2 separate regions of the Mus musculus genome follow, and region 1 is linked to region 2. A link is a contact called in public HiChIP or PLAC-seq data. All regions are on one chromosome and are shown on one strand. The core of a region is the stretch at or near the end of the contact, and the rest is flanking DNA. Distances in the headings are between cores, read along the strand shown.

What was found. HiChIP or PLAC-seq counts read pairs in DNA pulled down with a chosen protein or histone mark.
Region 1: a contact with region 2 is called in an H3K27ac HiChIP or PLAC-seq map of embryonic stem cells, with 11 times the contacts expected there. The contact joins the promoter of Ccnb1ip1 here to the enhancer-like site in region 2. A contact is called at or near these places in 17 of 39 promoter capture datasets (the 3T3-L1 cell line, 3T3-L1-derived adipocytes, the C10 cell line and 10 more), 9 of 115 datasets of contacts at active chromatin or transcription factors (embryonic forebrain, embryonic limb bud and embryonic stem cells) and 1 of 9 other capture datasets (embryonic stem cells).

What each region holds. Positions count from the first base shown.
Region 1 is chr14:50,790,960-50,797,726 of GRCm38.p6, forward strand. Ccnb1ip1 (cyclin B1 interacting protein 1) reads right to left here and starts at 4,769. Exons shown (of 4, transcript NM_001111119.1): 1 at 4,677-4,769; 2 at 2,599-2,915; 3 at 1,014-1,347. The coding sequence starts at 2,895.
Region 2 is chr14:49,818,597-49,825,165 of GRCm38.p6, forward strand. No RefSeq gene overlaps it. Among named protein-coding and RNA genes, the nearest start is that of Armh4, 38 kb to the left of the region's middle. Within about 2 kb of position 1,660, at least 6 of the 459 cell types and tissues checked have an H3K27ac peak or open chromatin away from gene starts, as enhancers often do. A contact at or near this core is called in embryonic stem cells, where this site is marked.

The DNA.
Region 1 (6,767 bases), core at 3,519-6,018, 980 kb after region 2:
CACGCCACTACACCTAGCCATGGGGCTCTGTCTGCATACTCTTCTCATCTCAGTTCCACCCTGGAACACTGTCCCTCTGAACCTTTCTCCTCAACCTTTAACTCCAAAATTACAGGAGTACTTGGGAAAGTCCATCACAAGAGGCTTGTGTATGCCAATTTATACATTATATTAATACTGAGGGAAAAAACACCTGTGCCACTGGGAATGAGCCAACATTCACCCACCAATCAGAAAAGATCCTGAGTCATCCTACACGTTGAATTGCATTCTTGGACAATAATTATTACATCCTTATTACTTAGAATCATGTCCAAGAGCCTGGAACATAAAATATATTTGGGGCTGGAGAGGTGGCTCAGCGGGTAAGAGCACTGACTGCTCTTCCGAAGGTCCTGAGTTCAACTCCCAGCAACCACATGGTGGCTCACAACCACCCATGATGAGATCTGATGCCCTCTTCTGGTGCATCTGAAGACAGCTACAGTGTACTTACATATAATAATAAATAAATAAATCTTAAAATAAAATAAAATATATTTGATAATTATGTGATGACGGAATAAGCAAACAAATGATTAAAGAGCAGAAATAAGAACTGCTCAGTCTGAGCCAGCAAGGTGGCTCAGTGGGTTATTGTACAGAGATTAATTCTGTTCAAATTGAAAATAATTTAAGCTAGGCATGGTGGTGTACTCCGTAAGTCCCAGGATCCAAGAAGCAGGCAGATCTGTGAGTTTGAGGCCAGCCAGCCTGGTCTACAAAGTGAATTCTAGGACAAGTAGACTTATGTAGAGACCCTGTCTCAAAAAAATAAATAACCAAATAATAATAATAACAACAACAACAACTTAAATGTATGCAAATCCACCTGAGAGCAACAGTGTACTGAGTAAGACAAGGAACCCACAGCTCAGTTTACTGTGGTTCTTCGCCCTCAAAGACTTCTGAATGTGTGAACTACACAGCACAATGTAAAAAACCTAGGAGTTGGGTTTGAGATTTCCTCTTACCTGGTGGGAAGCCAAAGACTCCAGACTGCGGGATCATACCTGGTTCCAGGGAGCCTTCTTGGCTGGCGATAGTGATATTTCTTAGCCTAAGGCTATCATAAAGGCCTTGGAGCTTTTGGTACTGGCGATTACGCTCCATAAGTTTTTCAGAGATGTCACTAAACTTTTTCTTGTATTCTTCTAGAACTTTCTTCATGGAAATAACCTCCCCTTTCATAGAGGTCAATTCTATATTCTTGCTCTGTATTTGCTGCATATACATCTTCTCCATCTGTTTTAAGTGGTTCTCGGCCTTGCTGAAATTATACTCTTGATAGAGACGCTCCTGGTGTACCTGCCCAAATAAATGAGAAGCAGCACAATATTATAGACTCTAAACCCTCATCCAAGCACAAGTGGAAAGAATGTTTATACAGGGATATCAGTATTACAATATTTAAAACCTGGCTAAAAACATAATCACAGCATACAATGAGCGTACTACAGAAAACCGGCTGCTCAGAAAACTATACCACCAAAACAAATATGTCTTATCTACAAGTGAGAAGCAGCAGAAGTTAGGTGTGAAGGTTTATTTATGCATGTAGTCTCAGCAGACAGGAAAGGTACGCAGGATCAAACTTAAGGCCACCTGGGCCACATGGGACAAAACCACGAAAAAAATTGTATTTACAGGACACATAGATGAAGTCTAATTTTTCCAAGGATCCAGAACAAAACAATACGATCTCAAAATATCCTTGCTATCTAGAATTTACACATGTGTAACCCCATGTTAGACAGAACATGTAACTTGAACATAGCAAACCAAGTAATACAACCACTTTGGAAAAGAGTTCGGCACGGTTAGCTTGTGCACAACCCTGGGCCTGATCCTTAGCACCACAAAAACACCCTAGATAAACAAATGCAGGTAACTGGTTAAGGAATAACTGCTTACATATTAACTTCCAGCATTAATTAATAAGAATATTAATAGTCGGGGCTGGAGAGATGGCTCAGCGGTTAAAAGCACTGACAGCTCTTCCAGAGGTCCTGAGTTCAATTCCCACCAACCACATGGTGGCTCACAACCATCTGTAACGGAATCTGATACCCTCTTCTGGTGTGTCTGAAGACAGCTACCGTGTACTCATATACATAAAATAAATCTTTTAAAAAATATTAATACACTTTTCACAGTTTATTCACAAAATATATAAAATATCTACTTAGCACGTGACAAATACTTAAATGATAAAAATATTTAGATAAAGTTCTCTGCACATTCACATATTTATGTGAAATATAAAATAATGAAGGGGCTTTTTTTCTAGGAAATCCCTCAGAAGGATTGGGTTCAGTGGTAAAGCACTCCCTTGTGAGCACAAGCGCCTGAGTCTGGCACCTCACACCAAGATAAATAAAGATCACAGGCTTCAAATCACACTTCAGTGTACACGTGTGCGTGTGCTTGTGGAGGGTACTGTGGCCTATCAGGTATCTTCGCATGAGAGCCTAGCTCTCCTATGGTACTAAATGCAGGCCCTCATGCTTACAGGAGCACTTTACCCACCGAGACATCTCCCAGCCCCTAGGCACTAACCTGGTATGTCCAGAAGGCCAATGCCCGGGAGCTAATGTCCAAAACAACCTCTGGGCGAAGCCCTGCCAATACCATAGCTTTGTACTCCTCTGATGGACTGAGTTCTGTTCGAACAATATCTAGCTTTCCAGAAAGGGTACTGTTGCAAGCAGGACAGATCGCTGGTGAACGACTGAACTCCCCGCTGCCGTGCTGATCGCAGAAGATGTGAGAACAGGCAGTGACCCAAGCATAACCAGAGAGCTTGATCCGACACTTCCGATAATTGCAAAGCAGCATGTCTTCACACAAAGACATGGCGAATCTCCAAAAGAACCCTAACAGGGAATGAGAAGACATGTCAGTCAAATTGTAATGGCACAAATAAATAAAACATGTGCTGTTATTTGATTTTAAAAAATGGACATTGTTTTAATAAAATTATATTGACTTCAGCCTCAATACCTTGGTCTTTCCAAGGCCATGAAGAAAGTCATATATACAGATAGTTCCATCTCTTACCAATGTCAAAAAGATTGTGCACATGCAAATGTTTAGAAACATCACATAGTACAAAGAAACAGAAATTAAATCTGCCCTTTGGGGCCATGTTCCAACACCAAAACACACAGCATTCTACTAAGACCAGGAATGCTGATGCAAGTCTTGCACAGTACTTGGGAGGCAGAAACACACAGACCTTCTTAAAGCTCATGGTCAGGCCATTCTACAGTGAATTTCAGGACAGTTGGGACTAGTGCACCTCATACTTGGCAAACATGAGACTGCACATACCTGCAGCATCTTTTCAGTAAAAATCTTAAGTGATAATCTTTGGGTTATTTTATACATCTTGACGTCTCATATCCCTTACCCAAACTGCCTTAATTTTAAAAGAATAGCTGCCTAATAAAATTAGATGAGGCTAATTTATCTATTATGAAGCTTGAAAATTCTACATTAAAAATGCCTGTTTATATATTCAGTTAAACAATACATCTATCAATGTTGCTACAGTTTGATTGTAAACATTTCCAACAAATTCTCTAGACTGAGTTATTTTTCAAGTGTTCACTATAAAAAGCAACAGCTCTGTCTTAGTCAGGGTTTCTATTCCTGCACAAACATAACCAAGAAGCAAGTTGGGGAGAAAAGGGTTTATTCGGCTTACACTTTTCACATTGCTGTCAGTCACCAAAGGATGTCAGGACTGGAACTCAGGCAGGTCAGGAAGCAGGAGCTGATGCAGAGGCCATGGAGGGATGTTCTTTACTGGTTTTATTGCTCAGCCTCCTCTCTTATAGAACCCAAGACTACCAGCCCAAAGATGGTCCAGCCCACAAGGGTCCTTTCCCCCTTGATCAGTAATTGAGAAAATACCCCACAGCTGGATGTCATGGTGGCACTTCCCCAACTGAAGCTCCTTTCTCTGTGATAACCCCAGCCTGTGTCAAGTTGACACACAAAACCAGCCAGTACAAGCTCCAACAGGTCATACAGTATTTGATAGTGGGAGTATCAATCATATACCAAGGAAAAGGAGACTCGGCATACACATGTGCTTAGTACTAAGGGTTTCCTTGGCACTGTGACTGATATCCCGCACCTCTAATCCCAACACTCAGAAGGCTGACTTTGTCCCAGGCCACCCTAGGCTTTGAGGCCAGCCTCAACTACACACCAAGATCCTGTCTCAAAAAACAAACCAATGTTACTTTAGTAGCCAGGGGTTTGGGGTGGGGGGTGGATATATGCTGACACCTTCACCTCAAATGTCACAGCCGTAATGCCGACCGCCTGAGGTTTCTGTGAACTACGGGCTCCAATGAGACCCTGTGTTAAGATATTCCCACACCCTTGCTGCGTTTCTAGATACGACTCACATGACAACAGAGGCCAAACTTACTTTACCTCCAGTAAGGTAATGCGCCCTTCCTAGCTCAAGTGAAGGTGCAGACTCCACATCGCCACAAGGTAGCCGGGCAAGTCACACAAGATGACGGACAGCCAAGTTTTTCAGAACATGACCCACACAAGTTTTCCCCTAATTTTCCGCCTTTCCCCACCTCCCACAGAAAAGCAAAAACAGAAAAAAATACCTGCAACAAGGTAAAGTAAAGGTGTCGATCCTCCACTCAAGACAGATTTCGCGTGGCCAAGCCGCCAGGGCGCATGCGTGGTGCGCAAGGCCTGATGGGTAGCAGGAGGCGGGATGATGGGTAGCGCTGGGCACTCAGTGCTGAGGTAATCAGATGCCTAGTCTCCTGTTTTACAGGTCAATCTACACTTAATAACTTCCTTTAGTCTGTCTACACCAGTTATTCACAAGGTGCTTAAAGGCGGCTCACGCTTTTAATCCCTGTATTTGAGAGGCAGAAGCAGGCGAACCTCGTTGAGTCGAGGTCACCCTGATCTACTAGACTGAGTTCTAGGACACCTAAGGCTGAGACCCCAAAAAGTAATAGGATCAAGTGCCATATTTTTCTTTAGCCAGGCACCTATTGGTGCATTTCTTTAATCCCAGCACTGGAGAAAGACTGATCCGAGTTCCAGACTAGCCCAGGCCATATAGTGAGAGCCTTTCTCAGAAGCTACCATGTTTGTGTTTCTGCGTGGATGTCCCAGGATTGGGAGCAGCCCTCTCAGATGCTGAGAGCTGGTCTTCTAGGTCAGTAAGAACTACTGGGGCATCCCTCCAGTCTCAGGCGTCTAAACTTTTGAGGCATCTTTACGGGTAGTTAAGTGGCTGTTTTGGGGGGAAAAAAAAGTATATGTTGTCTGTATGCACACCATCTGCACATAAGAGGGTATAGGGCCCCATAAAGCTATAGAACCACCAACTAGGTACTGGGAGTTGAACTCAGGACCTCTGGAAGAGCAGCAGTCAGTGCTCTTAACTGCTTGCTGAGCTACTGCTGAGCAAACTTCCCAGCTCCTAAATCCTGCTGTAACTCTGCCCTTCCTAGCTTACCTATTGCAACTGTGGTTTTTCTGACTGCTAAAATTAGGGTGAGAAGATGGCTAAAAGGAAGCTAAGAAGCAAACTAATATGAACCTGTTGTGAACTAATTAACAGCCACAAAGAACAAACATGGTTCCTAATATTAAATCCTTCCCTTTTCTCCCAGGCTTTGTTTCCCATACTGGCCTTGAACTCACTTTGTAACAGAGAATGACCTTGAACTTCTAAACTTACTAAATGTTGGGATCAAGGGAATGTATGCTGGAGATAAAATAACCTGTTTTTCCATGCATGTTAGATAAACTAAACTACAGCCATTAGAAACCATATTCAATTAATGGAATAGTTCGATTTGCTTTCCCCTAGCAACTTAAGTCCTACTGGTACCAGCTAAGTCAGTGGAGATTTGAAATGTAAGGATAAGTACAAATTAAGTTTGTAAAAGAATTTAAAGCACTTCAAACAGCTATAGCTTGCTTCATTCGAAGAGATGTAGCATCTCTGGCTCTGGGCAGGTCATAATCGGGACCAGGACCCAGCCACTCAGCATCCGGACCTCAAGAAAAGCAGATTATATGCTTCACGACGGGCTTTCTGTAGCTTAAGGATGGGGAATGGTGGCTGTTTCCCTTAGGCAGGCTGGTTTTGAAACTGCAGGGCCTAATCACTGTATTTAATCAGTGTGTGTCTGGACTTGGGGTCAGCTGCTTTACTTCAGTCTTGGGGGAGCAGTATTTAAGTAGGTCCATGGATAAACAACTGAGCCTTGAGTTTTTCTAGCTGTCACAGACAAAGAATACAAATACAGTATAACCTCAAATGTCAAAGAGTATAATATAAGCACAAGAGATTTTAAAACTTATTTTGTGAACTTCCAAGTTACTCTTGTAAAACCAACCTTGCAGATACATCCAAGTAATAGATGGGATATACTAAAGCATACTCATTTATTGTCCTAACACACTCGTTCTAGGCTTTTACAGTTTAAAACCAAGACCAAAGCTATGCGAATCTCCCTTACATGCTAAAAGTTCCCAAATATGCTGGAGCTATGTGAATGCAAAGCTCTAGCAAACTATGTTGCCTCATAAACTTCAGACATAAAATGCACACTGCTAGACATCAACATGTGGAGCCACCAGGGTTTACTTTGTGGTCCTGTTCATCCGACTTGCAAGTTGATTCTGTGACACTATTCTGTTGCATCAGCTTTCATCTTTGAGTACAC
Region 2 (6,569 bases), core at 410-2,909:
AAAGTGGTGGGACCCATTAACTAATGAATGGAAGGGTCCAGACCTGATCCTAATTTGGGGAAGGGGCTTGGTCTGTGTTTTTTCACAAAAAGAAGACAGATCTCGATGGCTGCCTGAGAGATTATTTCGTCAACTGGACACCAATCCTGAATCTTCTAGTAAGTATGACTCTAACCTTGATTATGGCTAAAAATTCTCTTTAGCCAAAAAGTTAATTTGGAGCACAGCCTCCACTCACAGAGAAGCTGCAGTCTTTCTGCAATTCTCAAAGTCACCACCCCCACACCGGGAGCTCTAAGTCTAAGTCTAAGCCTGATCGTTGCAAATTTGCAATTGAAGGAAGTACCTGGACTTTCCCAAAGAAGCTTTTGTACTGTCACTTCTCATTGTCTCGACTTTGTTTTCCAAGCAGGTCAGTCAATGCCCTTCAGCCTGACTGCAACAGGTGTGCATCCCCACCTCCAACAGCACAGGTGGCAGTTATTAATCTTCATTCAAGAAGCATTCTAAGTACATATTGTGGCTTTTGGTCTGATTTGGGAATAAGGTTTGCTATGAGGGCCGGACAGTCTAAGGCAGGCACCCAGATTTCGGAATCATATCAATCTAAACAGATGTACATGCCAGGAGGTCGTGGTTTATTAATAATACATCACAGAGCCATGTAAAAGATTGGAGGCAAAGGTTAATGTCTTAGAAGTAGTAGTCTTAACAATAGGGCAGGACATAGCATATATTAAGGCTAGAAAGGCAGAAATTTCAGATATTAGCAATAGTCACTTGGACACTTGGAACATTGATGAATTGGCCAGAGATTTAAAAAATTACCTAAGTGATTTAAATCCCCTGGATTGGGTTCAATATATAATCCTACTTGCTATTATTGGCATTATATTATTAGTAAATTGTTGTGTTTCCACTCATCTTTAGAGCACTCCTGAGATCTGTAGTTACGACGAGGCAGGCCATTCCGGAACTTCGGCAGAAATATAAGAATGGGGCAATGCTATGCACACTCCAGTGAAGTTTGCTTGGCAAGCCGAAAGGCCTGGGGGCACTCACGGGGCAAAGAGTTTCACAGAAACTCACCTCCTGGAATTTTGGCATTCTCATAACCCGTATATTCTTACCCTATCCCCGAGTTAGTCTGGTGTATGGATCCACGTGCTCTCTTTTAGTATTATCTTATTACAAGTGACTTTTAAGATTGAATTCTGACATAGCTATGCCCTTCGCCAGTGTTCCAATGTCCTAGTAAGTCCTTGAAGCTGACAAACTTGGAATTCAGTAGGAATTCAGTAAGGAAGTTACCTACTCAGTAACTAGTTAAGCATTACAAAGGACCAAGCAGGAATAGCTCAGGGCTAGTCTGCAGAGTGTTTACCTGAGGCAGTAACCAGCCTTACCCAAACACAATGGCCTAGCGAATAGGTGGGTTTACCTTGAGAAAAGTTAGAGAATCCCACTGAGACAGGTTTCTTCACTAGGCCCAAAGAAATCAGGCAGAACTATAGAGCATAAATAAATTTTATGCCTCAGTCCAGCTTTTTTTTTAATATTAATAACAGGGAGGAAATTGTAACCTCCCTCAAGCCTGAAGCTGGCTGAGCCAGACCTCGACCTTGCTGCCACTAAGAAGATTATCTAAGGTAGAGCCTCCCTAGATCACTCTATTGTTCAGCCACTGTCACTGCTACCTGCTGGGAGGCCGCCTAGCTATTCTGGAGACTACATCCTATCCTGCACATGGTCACCTGCAGCTGGGCTCCAAGAATAAATTGGCGGGAATGGCCCTCCCCTTCCCCCTTTATAAGCACAGTCGCCATTAAACATTTGAGCCTTGATCAGAATATTGTCTTGGCTCCACTTCTCTCTTGTCTGCCTAGTTTCCCTTTCTTTCAGCGCCGGCCTGCCACTCAGGTGTACCCTGTCCATGTGAGCTGCTGGACAGCTTGCAACAAGCTAGGTAGATGTTTATCTTGTAGAGTTAACTACTTAGGTTCTCTGACCTTCCTTTCCAAAATTTAGTCATCTAGAAATAATATATGGAGAAATGTACGTCATCTACCTGCTTCATTTCAAATTTTCTACATCTTTTAATATTAAGAGTTGGAGACATTGATTTGCTGTTGATGAATTATACTTTTCCTTTCCTCATATGGTTGGATATATAATATCATCTGGAACAGAAGGCTCTGCATAAAGTGTATATACTCAACTTCAAATTGTTTCAGAATGTGCAAACCTTATGACCTAGTCCAGGGAAGACTATTAATAAAAAATGTCAGACTTGTAACATGGCTTATAAAGCTTTGTTGGTGTGTAATTAAAATGGTAAAATTATCAGCTGACAAACAGTAAAAGGATATTAAATAATTTACATTCCTATTAACATTTTAGGTTTTTGAGACAGAACCTCAAGCAGTTTAGATTAAGATGTGTTTTGAACTCCTGATTCTCTTCCTGTCACCTCTTGAGTACCCTAATTATAGTTCTGCATTACCATGCTCAGCTTCTAGTTTATTTTTAAAGACTGAAATAGCTGTAAAGTGAAAATTTCTATAGATGCTTCCAGAAAATATTTTATAAGTTGCTTTGAAAACTTGGGACAGTATTTTACTATGTAGCCTGTCTAGCAACAGTACACAGGATTCATGTTTCCAGAACATGAAGACATGTTGTTCCAGGGTGTGTCTTATACAATTAAATCCATATTGCTATGTTTTAAGGCTTATAGGAGCTTCTTCAGATACAAGCTAAAAGGTAAAATGGTTAATAATAGGCTATTTTCATGATCAAATAGTCCCTCAGTAATACTCTCATTTACCTACTGCTCTGTGAACAGGCTCAGTGATTGAAATCACAGACTCCTCTTGAAGAGGTCTTGAGTTTGCTTCTCAACACCCACATTAGATGGCTCCAGGGAATCCAAGCATCTTCTTCGGGGTTCCATGGACACATAAAATAAAATAATTGTGAAAAAGATGTCTACTGTAAACTTGCTATGTGCAAAGTACTGTGCTTTGTGTTTGGAATATAAAGAGTTTGCTTGTTTCAAAAACAGAAAAAGCTAGTAGATAAATATTATTGTTCTTGTTTAGTAGCTAAGGAAACTGAAGTTTGTTGTTCAGTTTGTGAAGTTTGTTGTTCAAGACAGGCCCAAAGTGGGATCCAGTTCAAGGGGTGGTCCCAAGGCCTGACACTATTACTGAGGCTATGGAATGCTCACAAAAAGGAATCTATCATGACTGCCCTCCGAAAGACCCAACAAGCAGTTGAAAGAGTTAGATGCAGATGTTTGCACCAAATGAATGGACAGAAGCAGCTGACCCCTGTTGTTGAATTAGGGAAGGCTGAAGGAAGCTGAGGAGAAGGGCGATCCTATAGGAGGACCAGCAGTCTTAATTAATCTGGACCCCTGAGATCTCTCAAAAACGGGACCACCAAACAGGCAGCATACACTAGCTGATATGAGGCCCCCAACACACATACAGTAGAGGACTTCCAGGTCTGTGTTCATTCAGAGATGATGCACCTAACCCTCAAGGGACTGGAGATCCCAGGGAGTTTAGAAATCAGGTGAGGTGGCGGGTAGGGACATCCATGTGGAGATGGGGTGGAGTGGGGAGGAGGTGTGGGATGTAGAGCAGAAAGAGGATGGGTGGGGGTGTGGGGAGTGGACTATGTAGTATAAAAAATAATTTAAAATTAAATTAAATTTAAAAAATGCCTGCAAGAGACTGCTTCTCAATAGGTCCACAGCCCCTTTTTCCTAATAACCTTTCTCTCTTACCTCTGGTTGGTGGGGTAGAAGGTAGGTTGAAACATTTAAGAACTCAAAATAAAGTTAAGTTTTGAAAAACAAAAGAATCACAAAGCTAATGAGTAGTTGAATCAAACTTCAGACACAAGTAAACTGACTCTTTGACCTGCATTCTTGACCACTGGGTTCTAGGTTTCCATGAGTGGCATTACTGTCCTTCCTCTTTAACACAGTCCACATCCTGACTACCTTATCTGTCCAACCAAGAAACTAGGTGAGCACTGGTTATTGTAATTACTATTTTTTTATTTGTTTGTTAATTTTTAAGATGCTAACTTTCTTTCGACCTTTTAGGTATGCAAAAGTGAATAATAATATGCAAAAGTACTTCTGAAACATTTTAATGTGACATAGTTCTGCATAGTTTGTTTCTCAACAGACTGATTGAGTTAGTATTCAAATATGTCTGAGAAGCTCAGGAGCCATCTTCCCATTTGTTTCAATTATATTCTAGGTTTTTTTGTTTGTTTATTCGTTTTTACATAAACTTCCTTACTTCTGCCTTAGATTGCCCCACAACTCCCTTGAGCAGCAAAAGCAACACTGTTTACTGGTCCTTGATTCCCAAGTTCTCTTTGTTGTTCTAGTCTTTGAAAGAGCTGGCTGCCCCTTTTCTGTTTATAACTTCATAGTGAATTTAATATATAGGAATTTGGTCTACTTTAAAATGTTCCCCTCCTTTTCAGACATCACTCAAGAGAGAAAAATGGCTACTCAAGCAATGAACACTACATTTCCTGTGGTGACACAAGAGCATATGGCCACCATCGAGGTTCCCAGAGGCAGTGAGGAGCCTGAAGAGGGCATGCCATCTCTCTCTTCTGTGCCTGCTGAAGTGGGTGATGCTGAGCTGTCCAGAAGATGGGAATCTCTGGCCACTCCAGCCTCTACCACTGTTGTCCCTTTGTCTCTCAAACTTACCTCTTCCGTGGAAGGTCAGTAGGGGAGTGTGGGCTCAGTGTTTGAGGGAGGAGTGTACATCTTTACTGTTAACTACAGGAAGGAGAGAGGCAGCTGGCCCTTTCACCAGCACACACATGTTCCCTACCTGGAAAGATGGTCAGCTCTCTTTGCTTGTAGAAATGTGCTATCCTATCAACCTATGAGGTAGACTCCTCTTCTGGTTCCCAAGTCTAAGCCTCCTGAGGGCTCCTGCCTAAGAGCCAGGGTAAGGAAACAAAAATAACAAGGACTTGGGATTGAAGCCACCTTTGGTCCTGTCTAAGACTGGGGCCCCAGGTAAGCTTCTGATCGTTTGTAAGCCTCTGCTCATTTCCAGTAATGTCTACCTAGGTTATTGTAAAAAGCAAGTTAACCATGAAAAGGAGTTTCTATATCCTAGGCCATCAAATGCCCTTTTCTCTTGAACTCACCAACAGTTCTTCTTAATTGTATTAAATTTAGGTTTTTTAAATTAAAATAGAATCTTTGAAACAATACGTTCAGATAACAGTTTACACTCTCCTACTCTTTCCAAATCTTCTACACTCTCCCATCCTCCAAATCCTCATACTTTCTTTCTCTCTTTCATTAGAGCAAAAGTAGGCATCTAACAATAAAAAATACTACAAAACAGAAAAAACAAAACATAAAGGAACAAAACAAACTAACAGAAGAAAAAGAGCCAAAGAAAAAGCGCTAGAATTACTTAGAAATACAGAGACAAAAATGTTCCCACACACATAAATACAACACATAAATAAACACAAAACCCAAAGGTATGATATATTTGCAAAGGATTTATTAGGAAGAAAAAGAAGTCCCAGTAAAGCATAATGAGACAAAGCACCTCTTAAAATGTCACTGAATTCATTTTGCATTGGCCACTTACTGCTGTGCTTGGGTTCTGGCCTTAGCAGTGATTTGTACACCCAATGCGAGAAAAAACCATTTTTTCCTTTGCTAGACATTATCAATTGGAGATAGCTTCTAGGTTAGGTACAGGGTGTTGTGTTTACTCCCCTTTTAGTGCTAGGTCCCTTCTGGCCCAGACCTGTGCCAGCCTTACTCATCCTGCCATAGTAGTCTCTATTTCTGTGTGTATAGAAGACCTTTTCCTTGGATCCTTCCATTCCCTTTGGCTCTTACAATCTTTTCACCTCTTCTTCTATAGGGTTCCTTGAGTCCTGAGGGCGGGATTTGATGGAGACATCCCATTTAGGGGTTTGTATTCCAAGGTCTCTCACTCTCCACATTTTCCAGTTGTTGGCCTCTGTATTTGTTCCCATCTTCTGTAGGAGGAAACTTCTTTGTTAATGGCTGAGCAAGGCATTCATCTGTGAGCATAGCTGAATGGCATTTTGTTCCTATATTCCTTTAACAGAACAGTAGCACCTGTTTCCCCCCTAGGTTACTGGTCTATCTATCTCAGGCAAGTAGTTTTCTCAGGCGGTGGCAAGGATGGGTTTTATCTCATGGAGAGGGCTTTAAATCCAGCCAGAGACTAGTTGGTTACTCTCTGATTTTAGCAGGCAGGTCAGCAATTTCAATAAAAGGGTTTGAAACTTGGTTGGTATTTTCTCTTTTCTTTTGCAGAGTACCATCTAGTACCACGAACACTAGTCAGTAGGGATGAATGAGGGCTTGAGGTAGGCACCAGCTTGACTTCTCGATATTCTATGAATTGTGTAATATTGCCTTTAGTAATATGGCCTTGCCATCAGTTAATGGAAAGCAACCAATAGTCTGGGTTGTTTGGAAATTCCCATGAGAACTAGATTAGATACAACCCATTCCTGGAACTGAA